Regions from separate parts of the Gossypium hirsutum genome. Here region 1 is linked to region 2. Evidence: chromatin contacts called from public Hi-C data. All regions are on one chromosome and are shown on one strand. Each heading gives the region's core, a stretch centred on a gene start, on an enhancer-like site or on the middle of the called end of the contact. The rest is flanking DNA. Distances are from core to core; before and after follow the strand shown.

Region 1 (5,455 bases), core at 2,697-5,196, 41 kb before region 2:
AATGCAATAGATAAACAAGAGTAAAATTGGATATCCAAAATAAGAAATACAAGCATAAGATATTAAAGTTTTTCCAAACCAAATAAAATCTAATTGGACAAGGCCCCAAAGTAAACACCAATCATAAGATCAGCAACCACCAGAAAACTGCAGTAGCAAGTGTAGATTCAAAAGCCACAGACTCAAAGAGCCCCCATTTTAGAATGATTGACAACTCCAAAACAACTTCACCGTATTCAGAATCAATAATATAAAATGCCAGAAGCTCAAATCACAATAAATAATAAAAATACAAAAACATAAATATGGCATAACCCAAAGCTACTGATACTAAAATAAAATACGTATCTAGCAAAACCTAACCTTCGTACATACTAAGTAGCAAAGCTGATCCTAATCCTCTATTACTGAATAAACTAACCAATCTTAAATATATAAAAAAAAAAGTATTGCCAAACCCCTAAAATATTGGAAAGAAGCAAAAACTGTAGATAATTAAATTCCTTGAGCAATTTTTTTACACCCTAAATAAAACACAATGCTGGACTCAACAATAAGCACCAAATCTTCCTAGTATTTTCCATCATTCTGCCATTAAAAAAAATCCTATTATTAACCCCTCAATTTTCTTTCCATATAGCTTTGCAACCTATGTCCTATCAATATGCAGTAACCCTCTCCATCCACCCTATACTACATTATACTTTTTAACTTGTTATTGCCTATCCAAAAGCATCAATTCCAGAAACAGTGTTTTATGCTGACAGATTATTAGCAATCAGTTGAATAACTTATGTTGCTTGCTTACTCATGATTTAGATGGGTGCAATATCAAACAAGCATATAGAAGGATTAGCCATGCACTATCATAATAATGAAAAATAAAACATAAATTAGAGCATAACATGAACCACATAAAAAAAGTAGGAGTTCTATATATGGTGAAAAGCCAATATTTGACTGCAACGTTATATAAAATTCTTATAGCCAATAGGTAAAACTGAAAGTTCATAAGTCATGATGATACCTTTGTGTCAATGTTATCAATGCAGTCCAAAACAAAATCAGGGTTTATCTATTTGATTAAAAAAATAAAAAATTATTTTATAAATTATTTTTTAATCAGGGTTTAAATTTGACAAATTTAAAGACTAAATGTTATTTTATCTATAGATGAATTGAAATGCCAACTAAGCTTCTTATATAGCAGCTCTGTCAAGGTTCTGAACTCCAGCAGAATCAATCAAACATAATCATTGACAATATATATAATTTTATATATAAAACTTTGTTTGCTCTAAATAAATTTGGATGGAAAAGGGTTAATTTCATATTCTTTAAATTATTTAAAATAAATGCTTGCATGGATGGAGTCAAGTACCTTCTGGGAGTTCAGGCTGTTCGAATGGGGTACAAAGAGACTTAGCTGCTCCCATCTCACCCCTTGTTCGAGCTTTCACATCTTTCTCCACCTCCTATATATACAAAACATAAAACATCATTTAAGAAAAATGAGCTACATATGCCTCGAGAGATTAGAATATGATCCAGCTCATGTTGTTGCCTAACAAAATACTTGAGATTAATGATGATTAATGATGCAGTTCTGAGAAAAAAGGGTAACAAATAAGCATTAAAACAATACCAATTAAATGCTAAATTATCATGATCCCTATAAATAATAAGGATTCTACAAATTAAAGTCATACCTCCTCATCACACCAATGAGCTAAGATCAGTTTCTTTTGCCCAAGAGCTTTTACAAACTCATCCCACATTTTTACAACTTCAATGCAGGCATCTCTTTTTTGTTTTGCCACATCGAATAAGTTCTGTTGAATCTTATCCAACATTCCTTTTACTTGTTCAACCAAAAAGACTCTAGAGATATTAGTCTTTTCTCCATTGTCACGGCGAACTGCACACACCTGTCCAATAAAACACATTCTGGTTTCAATAATAAGAAAATAATACATAAAAGAATAGAAGGAAAGCAGAAATAAGAAAAAAAAAAGGTTAATTGCATGACCTTAGAGAGTTAAGAAAATACGTAATTTTGTTTTGGACTTAAAGAGCATAATTTTGAGTACTATTCGAAGTTATGAATTCCGAGGACATGTAAGAGAAGTGCACAAGGCTACTAATAGGAAAATGGACAGCAAATAATCATCTTTTACGTAATAATTAAACAAATAAGCTATCCGGTTTTTCTTTTGGTTTGAGTTGGTAAAACGTTAGGCATGTTCGTATTCAAAATAAGTTTTCTGACCTTTAAATTTTTCATTATTGTTGCAAATAGAAGCACCGTCACTGAAATGAGAATCTCGACATGCTCTTTGTCTTTCTAGTTACAGGCTTCTGTTAGCAGTATTGCTATCAAAATTTACAATTGCATTGAAGAACCTGCAAGAATCAAAAAATTTAAAGTACATATGCATCATAAATTTAATTAAACCGTTGACAAGGGAAGGCGGAAAATAAAAATTAAAAGAAAAACAAAACTTCCAAAAGTTCTATAAAAGTAAAACATGTACAAGTTCCCCTAGTCATACAAAAGAATTAAAAAGCTGAAGGTGCATATAACAACAATTTTATGATCAAATTCTTATCAGCACATTCTAGAGCGAAAAATCAATGAAAGAACACTGACCTTATAAAATCAAAACCATTACTTTCTAGGTGCATCAAAAGCCCACACTATTTGCCTAAAAGATAAAATCAAAATAGTTTGATTTTTGTGTTCACCACTTTAACAAAAGCTTGGTTTTTCAAGCTCAACTGAAAACATAGGTTAACTAAGCTTAAAAATTTGTTCCTCAAAACTTTCCAGAATAACCATATGCTGAAGACAAAGATCGCATTGACATTTAGCATTTCAAAGAAACCAGCATCTAAGAGCAAAATATAAACTAGCCACACATTGAAGAATTGATACAAAGATAAAACTGGCATCTTGTAAAGAACACCATGTCAAGCTTCACAAATTATTTTGTCATTTCCTCTGATTGGGGGAGGATGCTGAATGGGTATGTGCTAGCATCCAAAAAAACATATCAGTCACTAGAGTCTTCATAATCTAATTCCATAAACTTATCAAAGGAACAGTCATCTCCAGTCCCATGTACAAGTTGATCACATAACCTTGGAATTGAATCATGAATGTATGCATTACATGCATGCATAGGAGTGAAAACAGAGATAAGGTAGAACTTACAAACGAACTTGAGGGCATTGGGTTGAACAGAGACCAATGGATTACTCCCGTCTGGGTCCACCGCCAACACCTGGATGATCTTCACTCTCTTATAGAAAGGAAAACAAAGAAGAAAAATAAACAATCAAAACCACCCACAACAATCTTTCAAAACCAAAAAGGAAAAGATAAACCAACCCCAAAAACTTTGAAAACCCAATGATCCAAAAAAAAGTGTTTCTATTTTTTTTTTTATTTTGTTAGGAGCTTTGGTGCCACCCTGAGAATGCCAAACTGCGGTTTCCACGAGATGGATAGAAAAACAAGGAAAGAAGAAGAGATGGTGACAGGTGTTAACATAAACACTGGTATGAACAGTCGTTAACAGAAACTGAAGAAAATGAAACATGGGTTTTGCTTATTCTTAAATTAAAAGATGGTACCAGGATCAGGAAGAGGGGGCGCAGTGAAATGGAGCTGTACATTTGAAAACTTCTTCGGATCTGTGATGGAATCGCATAGAGCAGCTAAAGCTTGTGGATTAAGAAAAGTTCTGCAGAGAAAAATCTAGGGTTCCAAATTTGGGCGTTTAAGAATTGAGGTTAAGGAAGAAAAAATAGCAATAGGTATGGCGTTAAAAGTTTTGAAGGACGGTGTGTTTGTAAAGTTGGGGGTTTCAAGGGGGGAAATTAGGGAGGGATTTCAGTGGGGAAAATTTATAAAATGGCGCTTTTTTTTTGAAGTAAAATTAATTTTTGTGGCATTTCTATTACTTTTTATTATACTGTTTTGTGGTTAAAATTTTTTAATTTAAACATCTAATTTTGAGGTTAAAATTTTGAGATATTAAATTTTTTATTTTTTAATTTAAACATCTAATTTTACGGTTAAAATCATCAATGTAGCAATTAAAAAATGATAAAATAATTTTGTAGTCTTTAATGTTTGTAATTTTTATTAATTTGGTCTTTTCTTTAAAAGTATATAAATATTATAAAAATAAAAGTTTAAAATATTTTTAAAATTTTTTAAAAAAATTAAAATCTTTTAAAATTCATTTTAAAATTTTAAATCACGAAAAATATAAAACCTTTCAAAATTTAGAAAAATATATGTTATTTACTTTTAAATGATAATTATAAATGTTCACTACCCATACAACACACCTAGTCCAAAATATGGTTAGGCTTAGATTTATATTTTTTATTGTTTTTAAACAATGAAATTGGTGATTCGGGTAAAACGAGCTTGAAGTTGAAAAAGTTTTTAAAATTGGACATTGGTAACACCTAATCCATAAACCTTAAAATGGTAACACCTAAATCTTAAACTCTAAACCATGCATTATAATAGTCAAATCATTAACGCTAAACCGTAAACCATAAACATCAAGCCCTAAAACAATAAATTTGATCATTATCTTATAAGCCGTAAACACTAACCTCATATTAACACTAAAATGTAAACTCTAAACCTTAAACCCCAATCCCCAAGCCCTAAACCTAAACCCTGAACTCAAAACTGTAATCCTAAAATAATAAACATTATGATGATATTTATTCATCATTATCCACTAACCCGACCCAAATCCAAATGCAAACCCTGCTCTGCTCTGCTCATTTTGTTTTCCCAACCCTGGACCTCAGCACTCGCCACTCACCCACCCTAACGAAGTACCTAACGTAATTCGATTAATGATTGCAAATATAAGATATTTGCTTTCTTTTGCCCTTGGGCTATTCAGATAAATTAGACCTACTTGTCCACTACTACCACTATACCGCCTGAAGCAGCATTCGGCTCTAGACTTGAGACTCAGCTAACAAATTTTTGTTATCAAGAAAAAACAAACAGCTTTTTCTTTTCGGGAGCAAATCGTCCAACTAACCCCACCAACTCTACTAGCTAAATTGAATCCCAACTTCACTTAATTATTTTCTAAAATTCAATATTTAATAAATTTTATTCGAATTTCAATATTTATAATATTTTCCTATAACCCTTTCTCAGCCTAAAAAACCTAGTATTAATTTCTTGTGGGTATTAGACCAAGTAACAACCTTATTTGTCCCTTTTCATTCATTTTCAGTTCTTACTCTTGAGTAGGTACTATATATTAGGTCATTGTTGTGTTCATGTATTACCTTACTCTTTCATTAATTCATTATTTATCACGATATTTGGTGTTTTATATTACTTTCTTTTATTTATATAGTCGAACTATCAAAATTTATTATTCTTATAAAAATTTATTCTATTTTT
Region 2 (5,433 bases), core at 919-3,418:
TTAAGATAATGCATGCATCTTACATTAAATCTTGGAAAACATTTGTAAGTCATTGGAACGATAATTCCTATACTCATTGAATTAAGTCACCTTAGGGCAATCTTAATCAACTAGTAAGAACATGAATTTCCATCCAATTAATACGTGAACCTAATTCCTTAGGCATTCACAGGTATTAATAATCGCTTCACGTTTGGTCATAATCCAATTAATACGTGAACCTAATTCCTTAAGCATTCACATGTGCTAATAATAGCTTCACGTTTGGTCATAATCCAATTAATACGTGAACCTTATTCCTTAGGCATTCACACGTACTAATAATCGCTTCACGTTTGGTCATAATCCAATTAATACGTGAACCTAATTTATGCTTGATGATATGGTTCCATGTTGGCCTAAGTTTGATTTGTATTGGAGTATATTTAAAAATGTTTTAATGCACATTGTAGGTGAAATAACACTAGTGTCTCGAGACATCAATAACAAAAATGACAATTTTGTGCATTTTTTGGGTAATGGTCTTAAGACATGGTGAACATGTCCTGATACAGGGTTAGCTTAGTATTGAGACATGAACTTCATGGTCTTGAGACAGAACATCGAATGTAAGGGTCCAAAATAGGGGAAGCATGTCTCGAGACATCCAGTTGTACTTTGATAGCTGAGTTTGGATTTGAGTCTTGATTTTGAATTGGACCTCGAATAACCTTGAGACATGTTAGTTGGGTCCTTGAACATCTATTACATATGCTTATAATTATGAGTTGTGATTGTTTCCAAATTATGATAAATATATGTTATTTAGTTAGGAAATGTTTCAAGTAAGTGGCTCCTACAATCTGATGTAGTTGTTAAAAAAAAAAACTAGTTTGAAAACAGTTTTTTGCCACAGCGAAAAATTACAATTTTGAAACATGAGTCAGTTTATGATATTTATAGCAATAAAGTTTTCCCGAAAAATACCCATGCTTTGTGCGAGATGGATCCTAGACATTTTTAACTTTCAACCGAATGACCTTCTCCACCATTCTCATACCACAAATCACTTCGGGTGTGGGCTCGAACAATCACAAATCAAACACAGAACTAGAAACAATTTCTTACTTTCAATAGAAAAATAATTCTCTCTCAATAGAAACCAGTAGAACTGTTATTCCCAGAAAATTGAATTTATACTTAGAAAATAAATTATCACTATTTTCGGGCAGAATAACAATATCTCAAAGTTGTCTTTTTATCTCTACTAGTGTGATCTTTTTATAAGGAGAGATAGAAGAAGTCTGGTTGAATTGGTAGAACACAAATAAAACTTATTTGATAGGAAACTAGTTTCCTAGTTTAACTAGGAGAAGAGTTTGGGGTCTCACTTATATTGAGTCAAATTATATATGCTTTCTGGACTTTTAACCCAACAATTTATAATTTAATCCAAATCAATATCTGTTTTTATTTTCTTAAATAATTATTATTTATTAAATTGATTTAAATTAATTAATTTTTCAATTAAATAATTTTCTCAACCCAATTCTAATTTCGTTAAAGTAATGACAATTTTACCATAAAAGAATATGTGATAAAAATATATTTAATTTTTCATATTCAACGGATTCATAATGACCAATTAATTTAATTCTATTTTTAAATTTTAATTATTTAATTAAATAATAATTTGAAAAACTTAAATTAATTCTCAAAGTCATTTGTATGCTTAGTGAAAAAACACATTCCTTTCCGAATGTAACCCATTTATCTAACTTTATCATTTCCATCCATTTTCATTTCTTTTGTTCTTTATACAATTAGTTTCTGATTTCAATGAACTATTAGAGGGACTGATTAGACATGAATAATTAAGGATCATATATTTTATAATTAGGTTCCAACCTTTTTTCTATTAATAATAAATTTATTTACTCACGAAATCATTCTAGCATAATATCTTGACCAACTCTTCTTAATTACATATCATTATGAATTTTACTCGATCAGTAATCATCCAATTATGTTTTGAACTTACTTTGCAAATTCAACCAATTTGTCTCATACCTTTTGTCTCTCGCTTACCATAGGACGGCTATAGACGCATGATGACCTAAAACACCGTCTAAGCTCATCCACACAAAAAAGGGAAATATTAGTATCAACATAGAAAAATCATTATTACAAGATAAAGGGGATTTCCACATTACATGGTACCTCCACTTTTCCCCATGCAGTCTGTACCCACAGCACCTAGAAAACCCATCATAAGTCTAATTTTTTCTTACAAAAACTAACATTATCTTAGCCTCCATTAGATAACTTATCAGTACTTTTACGGGTCATTATTACGCAATGATGATGGGGGCGAACCTAGGCCCCTAACAACAGGGCATACGGGATTGTTTGTGCTCACTACTTAAAATACAGTTGGTTGTGATGAATTAATCCTTGCCTCTTAAAAGTAATGAATTAATTCGCTCTCACGTGTCTGAGTTTTAACAACAGGAATAATATTGACAATATATAGCTTTTGCCAGGCCATTTAAAAAATAAAATAAAATAAATTGAATCTCAACCAAGGATAGTTACAAAAGAGGAAAAACAAAACAAAACGTTTCCTTAGAACTCCGGTCCTCCAGCATGAAATGGAAATTAAGTACCACCTCCAGAGGTCCCTGAAGACTCGGCCACATTTTTCAGTCTCAATGTCATGGCAACTTCTTCGATCATTTTACCTCTATCAGCTGACCCAGATCCGTCCACGGCTCTGTTAAGCCTTTTCACCCAAATATCATAATCAACAGGGTATGGTGTTCCACAAAGGCTATCCACATAATCACTAAAGGCCTTAAGTAAAGGCGAAACTTCACCAAGATGCTGCTGAATCGATCGTGTTGCCCAGCTTTTCTCCCTCCATTGCAAAGCTGATTCAATAGAATCCTGTGGATGCATTCTGCCCCCTGTCACAAAGAATAGGAGGTACACAAGGCTCTCAGCATCAGATGCAGGACAGAGTTTACCATGCTGAAGTGCATGAGAGGACGAGAACTGCAAATTTATTGCTGGGCTGTCCCTGTCTTCCAGAACTGCACGCCCCCAAGAAACTGGGATATACAGAACTTTGTGTCTAGTACCTTGCATGTTGAAAACACGGATTATATTTTCAGGGGAAATATCACCATGCTGAACACTGGCCGTTGCTGCACTTCTTAGAGCAACTAGGCAGTCCCGGCAGCAGCGTAATGCATCATCAGAGGAAAATGGGCCGTCCCTAGCAACTATATATGAAAGTGGTTCGCCAACTGGTAACGTGACAAGAATTGGAGTTCCGCACCAAGGATGATCGCATCGCCCACTAGGAGTCTGCTTTTTGCAAGGACCAGGATGCAAAATTCGGCCAGAGGCAATTACTTCAGGTAAATATTTGCTTGAAACCCCTTGATGCTTCAATATGTTTAGTACCTTTGTTTGTCTTTGTACTTGATACCACAGACTCATATCCTCCCAAGAGGGCTCGAGTCTGGATGGATGGGCACCAACATACAATGTTAACAACTGTGTGGGGTAATCTAGAGAAATAGCACCATAGAGAAAATAGTTGCCTCCTATGAAGGACTCCTGTATCTGGAAACTTTTCTGGCCCTGTTGTTGATCCTCCAAGAGCAATATTTCTCCCTGCCTAAGCTTCAAGTGTGATGTATTTTTTACCAGGGGATTATCACTGTGATCAAGTTCAACAATCTCTCCATGTTGGTAGCCATCCTGTTGATAAGGTATTTTGGCATTTTCATTCTCAGCTAGGCGGCATTCTATTCTACGCTTCTGAAGACGAAGGCTATGAGCTGAGGCCAATGAGGATATTGACTTTCTTGGTGGTCCATTACACTGGACAATGGAATAGAAAGCAGCTAACAATACTTGAAGAGTCCCAAGATCTCCCCAATTTGCATTTCCAAGCCTATTCCATATTGTCTCTACTGATGAGAGGAGGACTTCAGCATGACATTTTATCCAATGGGCCACAGACTGGTACGGATCACCTGTGTTCAATTCTAGTTTACTAAGATCACCTCCAAGTTTTATCACTGCACCAAATTTAGAATCAAAAACCATAATAAAAACAGAATCATCGCTGATGGTTCTGGACTTGCTCAGACACCTAGAAATAAGTATGTGAACACCATAAAAGAGGGCTTCACATATGGTGCTGACGGACAATTTTAACTCATTTCCTGAGAGTATGTTTTGTCTAAATAAGACTAACTCCACTACTTGGTTCCAATGAACTTTTAGATTATTCCCATTTTTAGATATTAAAGCTAAACCGCGTAGCTCTTCTAACCTTCCTCTTGATATTGCTTTCTCAATAGCATAAAACTTAGATCCAGGATGATGGAAACAACATAGAGAGAATGGCAGTGGTCCACTTTTACGCCAAAATGTACGCCACAGACCATTTACAATAACATGAAGAAAGTCTTCCAAAGCATGATACCCATCTTCCTTTACACTTTTAGAAGCAAGAGGAGAACATGGCATTCGGAATAGTTGCTGAAAAAAAACCCCTTCCAATGCTAGATCAAGCTTGCGTAGTTCATCAGTCAGAAAGGGGGGCTTTAAAAATGGCTGCTCCCCTGTGACTTGATCCACACCATAGTTTTCCAAAATCCAATCATCAAGACTCTGGTTAAATAGCTCCTGGTCTATGAATTCCCTTCCAAAGTCCTTCAGCCCTTTGTAGACTCTTCTTGAAGTTTGAAAATACTTGCTTGAAGATGAAACTCCAGACACAGAATGGGTAGAGATAACTACATCACATTAAAATCCAAGCAATTTTAATTTAGAGGGTAATAATTGAATGCAGAAAAAGTTTAATGTGAGAGAAAATGGACAACTGCAGGCAAATTATTCTATGGTTGAACATGGAAAGTCCAAAGAGTTTTTTATGTTTATTCAGGAAAAGGAGGATTCAAACCCTACTATTTTGAACAGGGAGATCATGAACCAATCATTGAGCTAAATGCTCAGGATGCAAGGCCAAAGAATTTTCAGGCTCCATCCATGCACTTGTGCGTGCATGTAAGTATGGTTATGCATTTTTTTATACAAATACGACTCTGCGAGCTAACAGTTTTGTAATATTTCATCTTAAAAGGAAAAAATATAGTGTTCTCTAGCATCTTAGGATATATATGCCTCCATATTAGAGAAGTAATCTACTTAAAATAGATAAAAACTAAATTAATTTTACGAACTTCTATAACTTTTTTATATGAATAATAGTTTAACATACAAACCGTTGGATTTAGCAAGATAGTTCTACTTGATACACACGGTTATTTTTGAATCAATCCGATATCTTTATAACGATATGATGCTTTTCAAGATATGTTTAATGGTTCCAAGTTTTTTTACATTCAACAAATAGTTATATATTTTAATTTATTA

The links. A called contact is a pair of places that touch in the nucleus more often than the background predicts.
Region 1: a Hi-C map of fibers shows a contact between it and region 2, with 2.2 times the contacts expected there. The contact joins the promoter of LOC107942525 here to the enhancer-like site in region 2.

What each region holds. Positions count from the first base shown.
Region 1 is chrD12:15,861,587-15,867,041 of Gossypium_hirsutum_v2.1, reverse strand. LOC107942525 (proline--tRNA ligase, cytoplasmic) reads right to left here and starts at 3,946. Exons shown (of 6, transcript XM_016876217.2): 1 at 3,637-3,946; 2 at 3,215-3,302; 3 at 2,270-2,403; 4 at 1,710-1,928; 5 at 1,382-1,475. The coding sequence starts at 2,284.
Region 2 is chrD12:15,818,521-15,823,953 of Gossypium_hirsutum_v2.1, reverse strand. It overlaps LOC107945444, which reads right to left. Exons shown (of 4, transcript XM_016879460.2): 4 at 2,434-4,793. The coding sequence ends at 2,638. Among protein-coding and RNA genes, the nearest start is that of LOC107945444, 18 kb to the right of the region's middle. Within about 2 kb of position 2,168, at least 6 of the 9 cell types and tissues checked have an H3K27ac peak or open chromatin away from gene starts, as enhancers often do. A contact at or near this core is called in fibers, where this site is marked.